Linked DNA regions of Drosophila melanogaster: region 1 is linked to region 2. A link is a contact called in public targeted proximity ligation data. All regions are on one chromosome and are shown on one strand. The core of a region is the stretch at or near the end of the contact, and the rest is flanking DNA. Distances in the headings are between cores, read along the strand shown.

Region 1 (2,831 bases), core at 310-2,809, 140 kb before region 2:
CAGCACACGCCGCAGGAGCACGTCATCACAAACGTGGTGTCCGGCAGGAAGATGAGACTGCACAAGTACAATTTTCCCGATACGGGTAAGTAAATGGCACAAAAGGATATTTTAAAGTGTGTGAAGTGATATATTTGATATATATTCAGTCATCTGGAATCCTTGGATCGATCGATCGCGTGAGATGAGTGACTTCGGGGACGACGAGTTCCCCAACATGTTGTGCGTGGAGGCGGGCAATGTGACATCGCCGGTGATCCTGCTGCCGGGCACCGCTTTCGAGGCCAGCCAGATCCTTCAGGTAGAGCAGCCGGTGCTGGAGTAACCCCATCTAACCCATCCTAACAACCACACCTGTTCCCACACCCAGCAATTCAAGTGTCCCTATACCATAGACCCATCCAGCTGCAGGAAGAAAAACTATCTAACCAACTTCTTACAATACGACTAGAGTCGATCAAGACACCACCATATTCCAATTCAAATTCTTTACTTTGCATGCTATCAGATTATCATCGAGGGCAATGTGAGTCGCAAGACCAAGCGGAATCGCTAGCGTTTAAAGAATCGGAACCCGATGAGGTAAACCGATTCGCAACCATGTCAAAGCGCACTTTTCCACAGATGAGCATCTGCGTCCGGAGTAGCTGGCGGAGAATCAGGATGAACAGAAGGAGGGTTGTTCCCGCACGGTCTCTAGACTCTAATCTATCTCTTAAGTAATCTAGCAATGTGTTGTGCAGAAAATGATAATGAATAGTACACTTAACTTTGTTTATCATCCTTAGTTTGTGCCTACTTAAAGGAAATTGTGCATTGATAGTAGTTACATTAAGTTTTACGGATTAGGAAGTGAAAGAGCTGGATCTTAAAATAATGGAACGATCCCCTAAAAAGTAGCATTAAATCTTGGTTACCATACAAGATATCTGCGTCCATTGTGATGACCTCACTTTTTGCTTCGGAATCTTACCTACACTCAGCAAAAATACGCGAAATAATGTTATGAGCAATGGGCACTACTAGCTCTGGTCAGCACCCAATCAAGAAGTTGTATACGATTGAATATAGATAACTTACATAATGTTTTAAAGCTAATATGTGTAATATACTAAAAGCAATTATATGTACCAATTAATTAAATAATCAATGTAATTGTAACTTTAAAATCAAAAGGATGTACTTGAAACTTTGCAGATTACAAATATTTCACAGTATATATTCGGCCTTTTTATGATATTCAAACTATTCTGGCCTCTCGTACACATCGCCGCCAATTGCATCCCATTCGTCCTCGTTCTTTACCAATTCATACGGGAAGTGTTGCTGGATCCACCAGTAGAGTGTCATGCTGACGTTGGACATCACTCGACCCTTCACTGTCTTTCTCCAAGCCTGGGGGATTATACATATATCGTTAGCCTCAGACTTTTTAAAAAGGTCAGTCTTACTTCTCGACTTCCCGTACTTAGGAAATATGGCAAAGAAAATGCACAAATTAATGCCAAAAGCAAGCGAAACATTTTTAGATATGGTTTGTTGAACTAGCTTGCAGCGAAGTAGAAATGCAACTGAGCTAAAAACTTCAAGTTTCCGAGTTCATAAAACACGAACAGAAGCGACAAGTTGGATTCCTGCTAAGAAACTTACACTCACCGGCGGTGTGTCGTACATTAAGCTTAGTTTATTTGATTTTTGTTTGTTTTATATCAGTTGCTTAGATTAGATTCTTTACATACATATATAAATTAGGCATTTCTAGATTGATTCTAAAACGCAACGCTCACGCTCCTGCAAATCGAGTCACTTCCGGGGTTCCAAAACGTACTTGCTGAATTTAGCGTTTTGACTTAGTAAATGGTTACTTAGTGGGTGACTTTCTGCAGCTGGGGACAAGAAGGGGAAGTTAGCTCACATGGCTGAGTCGTCGAGTTTTCGCTTAGTTTCCGTTTTGTTTATATTGATTTCTGCAGCTGGACGAGACTGGGTTCAGTTGCTCTATAAATATATTTATGATCGAATGATATTGCAAGGATAGTTTGGTGTACAGCGTGACGAGTGGGTGACACAGCTTAGTCGATCTTCACAGCTCCGTAGATTCTTAGAATGAAAACGTAGGCGGCGAAGAAGCCAATCGAGCCAGTTAGCAGCCAAAATGTGAGCACCATAAGACCTGGGTGTTAAATTGGATGGTTAAATCTATTGGAATATGCGAGGTTTTGCACAAGCATACCCGTATAGCCCAGGTAGAGCAGCGTCGGTATGAACTCTGTGATCTCCAGCTTTGTGAAAAAGTAGAAGATGCTATAAAAAAGTACATAAACAGCCGAGCCGCCAGACACAACAAAACTGCGCCACCACCAGCGGTAGTCCTGCATGAAAAGAAATAAATAAGTGATTAACCATCACCTTTTTTAAGTGCTCACTATATCAGCTTACCTCACCGCAGAGCTGGAAATAAGTCATTACTATAGAGATCTGGGCACAGCTTACGACTAAGATGCAAAACACCAAGAATAGAAAGCCAAACAGGTAGTAGAACTGATTCTGCCAGATGGCCGTGAACACAAAGAAGAGTTCAATGAAGACGGCGCCAAAGGGCAAGATGCCCGCCATCAGAGTGCTGGAAAAATGCGCATGGAAGGTTTGATTAGCAAAGTGAGACTCGTTTAAAAAGGTCTGCTCACCTTAAAACCGCATTCATGTACCAGTGCTGTGTGGGCACTTGTCGCGGAATCATATTGGTTCGCACTGGATGCTGGTAGGGTTGCTTGCGGTATCCCAAATAAAAGCCCAGGTAGACCAGGGGCACAGAGATGCCAAACCATAGC
Region 2 (2,875 bases), core at 85-2,584:
GGCAACACAAGAGTTAAAAGACTTACAGGTGATCCAAAGTTGTGGCCAATCTCGTGTGCCAACGTAAGCTGCGACACTTTCGGCGGCACCCGGCTGTTGTAGTTGACAAAGGTGATGATGCCCGTGTTGAGTGATCGCTTGGTGCTCTGGTACTGTCCACCCACCGTTTCCGTGTACGTCTTGTACTTCTCGCAAATTCCACCAGAGGCTCCCGACGCACTGGCCACCCAGGCCAGACCCAAAGTGCCGCCAGTGAAATCTCTGTAGAAGATGCAGATTATAAAATAAATCCGAAAATTCTGCCTAAGCCAATGACCAACCTGTAGGTGAACACGTAAGCCAAACAAAAGTCCGAGTGATCTTCTAGGGAATGCAGATTCAAAAAGTTCGAGACATCCATGTGTTCATTGCAAAAGGCATTGTGTGGACCATTGTAGGAATTGCGACAGGCCGAATCGTCATCGATCTTAATGCGTTGCACCTGGGAATGAAATGGATAGATTTTTAGAGTCGCAAAAGTTCGTTTTTGAAACAATATTTACACTAATTGAGCTAAAACCCTTTGCATTTACACACAATTTATTGATACTTTGGGGGACAGGGGACATATACACATGAATATAAAGTTTTGATGCAGTTCTACAATTGAAAAATTTCACGAATGCGACAAATTGACCCACAATTTATTGATACGCTTTATAATTAACACAATCAATTAGTCGCGGGCGACACAGGAACCATAATCTGGGGAGCCCATATGGTGCTTTAATATACGCTCCACTAAATTCCTGTCTACGCATGGTTTAACCAGCTACCAAGGGCCGCATGTGGTCAGGGGATCCTGTGAGGCGGGTCCTGCCGCTTTGTCCTTATCGCATCATCATTGTTTGTCCGCGGAATTCCCGCTGTGTGTGTGTGCGTGCGTGCGTGTGTGTGTGGGTGGGCGTTTGTGTACTCACCTCAAAGCGTATGTTGCGATGCTCGGTGCGTCCGTCGAACTTTGTGTTGCGGTAAATGTAATTAACGGCCGTCACGTGATGTGCAATCAACGATGTGATTTCCTCGCGCGTTTTCTCATCCACCTCGTACTTGCGTCCACGATCGTGCTGCAAACAAAAAGGAGAGCACGTCAAATGGTGTTGACAAAAATTAACGCCAATTTACAAGTTTACTAGTCAAAAGATATAATTGTTAAAATCAGCCTAAAGTGTAAATTTCAAAATGGTGGGTTAACCAAATCTTAAAATCATTGCTAATTTCTTTATAAATAATTCGATATGCTTTTATAATACTGTCAGTTTGAAAAGGGATTGTTTGTTAACCGAACAGGTAGACCGATTTAATTAATGTGGTATCACTTGACTTATTTTGGGTCGTGGAGCGGTAGTCCCACAGCCGCAATGCGATGGAGATGGCGCAGAAATGCGGCTGACATCCGTGTAAACGAGTGCGTAGTGAGCCCCCACCACGCCAGACAAACAAAAAGGACCTCTTCAAACGGCCCTTTCATCCGGCGCTCATCCAATCCAATCCATGCCTATTCCCACACTCTACCACCCAACAAGCAACGCTGCGCAAATATATTTGTATAAAAATGCAAATTCAGCTAAGCCCGTCGAATATTTCAGCTGAAGTTTATAAGGTTTTATGCGCACTCCCCAAAACATCCGGATCCTGCAACAGCTCTCCACCGATTTTGGCTCAAAAATCAAAATGCCGCGGGGCGCAAGAGACAAAGGCAAAAGCGAATGGAAAATGGAAAATGCGAATTTTTTTTAAACCGATGTTCATATACCCTTGCAAATAAAAATATCTACATTTTGTAGAAAACTATAGTTTAATATGCAAATGGCTTAGTTTAGAATAAGGTGTAAATATTCTATATTAATAGTTTTTTCTAGTGCCAAACGTATTCATAGTTAGCTGCTTGGCAAATTTATGATGCCCGTGCAAGGATTTGAAAACAAAGCGCGACAAAAATCGGGATATATAATACATAGGGAAGCGAAGGAAGAGTGAGCGAAACAAATGCGCGAATTATGCAAAACTCATTGCAAATAAACACACGTGGAGTAGAAAAAGAGGGGCAGAGGTAAGAGCGAAGACAAAGAGAAGGAGAAGGAGGTGGAGGCAAGGACGTGGGCGTGAGCGGAAACGGAAATAGGGCTGGCACTCCGTTGACGAGGATGTTGACGTCGACATCATCATTGTACGCGAACAATGCGAAAAAATGAACGTAAACATAAAAGTGCGGCGAGAGAATGGCTCCAAATGCGGGGAGCGGTGGGTGTGACTTGGAGCGGGTGGTGGAGGCGATAGGTGGGTGGTGGAGCACCGTTGCGGGCCATAACGGTTGATTGCATACGCTGTACGCGCTGAAGGAGGTCAGCTGATTGGATGATTGCTAAGCCCCAATCGCTCTGCAGATGCCCCAAAAAGTAGGCAACTCCGCGGAATGCGACAAAAGGATTCCTGCAGTTTATGGAGCGTGAAATTCCGCTGAATAAGTGGTAAGTAAACAAATTCACGATTGCACCAATGTTTTCTTAAAGTTATGATATGCTGTTTTACCGAAAAATGCTAATAAAGTTGGAATACATGTTTAGAGATTTAATATAGATTAGTTTACATGTTAAACGAATTCTAAAATTTTGCAGTTAAATTTCATTTAATTGAGCAAAAAACCAAAAATCTGTAAAACAAATATTTTCATTTTGTAGTAAAATTCGTGAGGTACATGTATTGATTATCCAATATCCCCGTTCTCACAGACATGTATTCTATGAATTAACACGAATGAACGAACAACGGAGCCCACAAATAATGGTGTAGGGCACCAGACAATTTTTTGTTTATACATTTCTTTGAAAATGGA

The links.
Region 1: a targeted proximity ligation map of the Kc167 cell line shows a contact between it and region 2, with 3 times the contacts expected there. A contact is called at or near these places in 4 of 107 Hi-C or Micro-C datasets (the Clone 8 cell line, the D17-c3 cell line, the Kc167 cell line and 1 more) and 3 of 7 datasets of targeted methods (the Kc167 cell line and the S2 cell line).

The regions. Positions count from the first base shown.
Region 1 is chr2L:13,772,725-13,775,555 of dm6, reverse strand. CG43376 reads right to left here and starts at 1,559. Exons shown (of 2, transcript NM_001259095.2): 1 at 1,452-1,559; 2 at 1,201-1,395. The coding sequence starts at 1,523. The coding sequence ends at 1,246. It overlaps TM9SF4 (Transmembrane 9 superfamily protein member 4), which reads right to left. Exons shown (of 7, transcript NM_001298978.1): 4 at 2,688-2,831; 5 at 2,440-2,623; 6 at 2,234-2,372; 7 at 1,651-2,173. The coding sequence ends at 2,073. It overlaps CG9008, which reads left to right. Exons shown (of 6, transcript NM_165055.3): 5 at 1-85; 6 at 150-1,216. The coding sequence ends at 325.
Region 2 is chr2L:13,631,625-13,634,499 of dm6, reverse strand. It overlaps lncRNA:CR43410 (long non-coding RNA:CR43410), which reads left to right and starts at 1,334. Exons shown (of 1, transcript NR_047950.1): 1 at 1,334-1,824. kuz (kuzbanian) reads right to left here. Exons shown (of 13, transcript NM_165047.3): 7 at 960-1,106; 8 at 321-481; 9 at 27-261.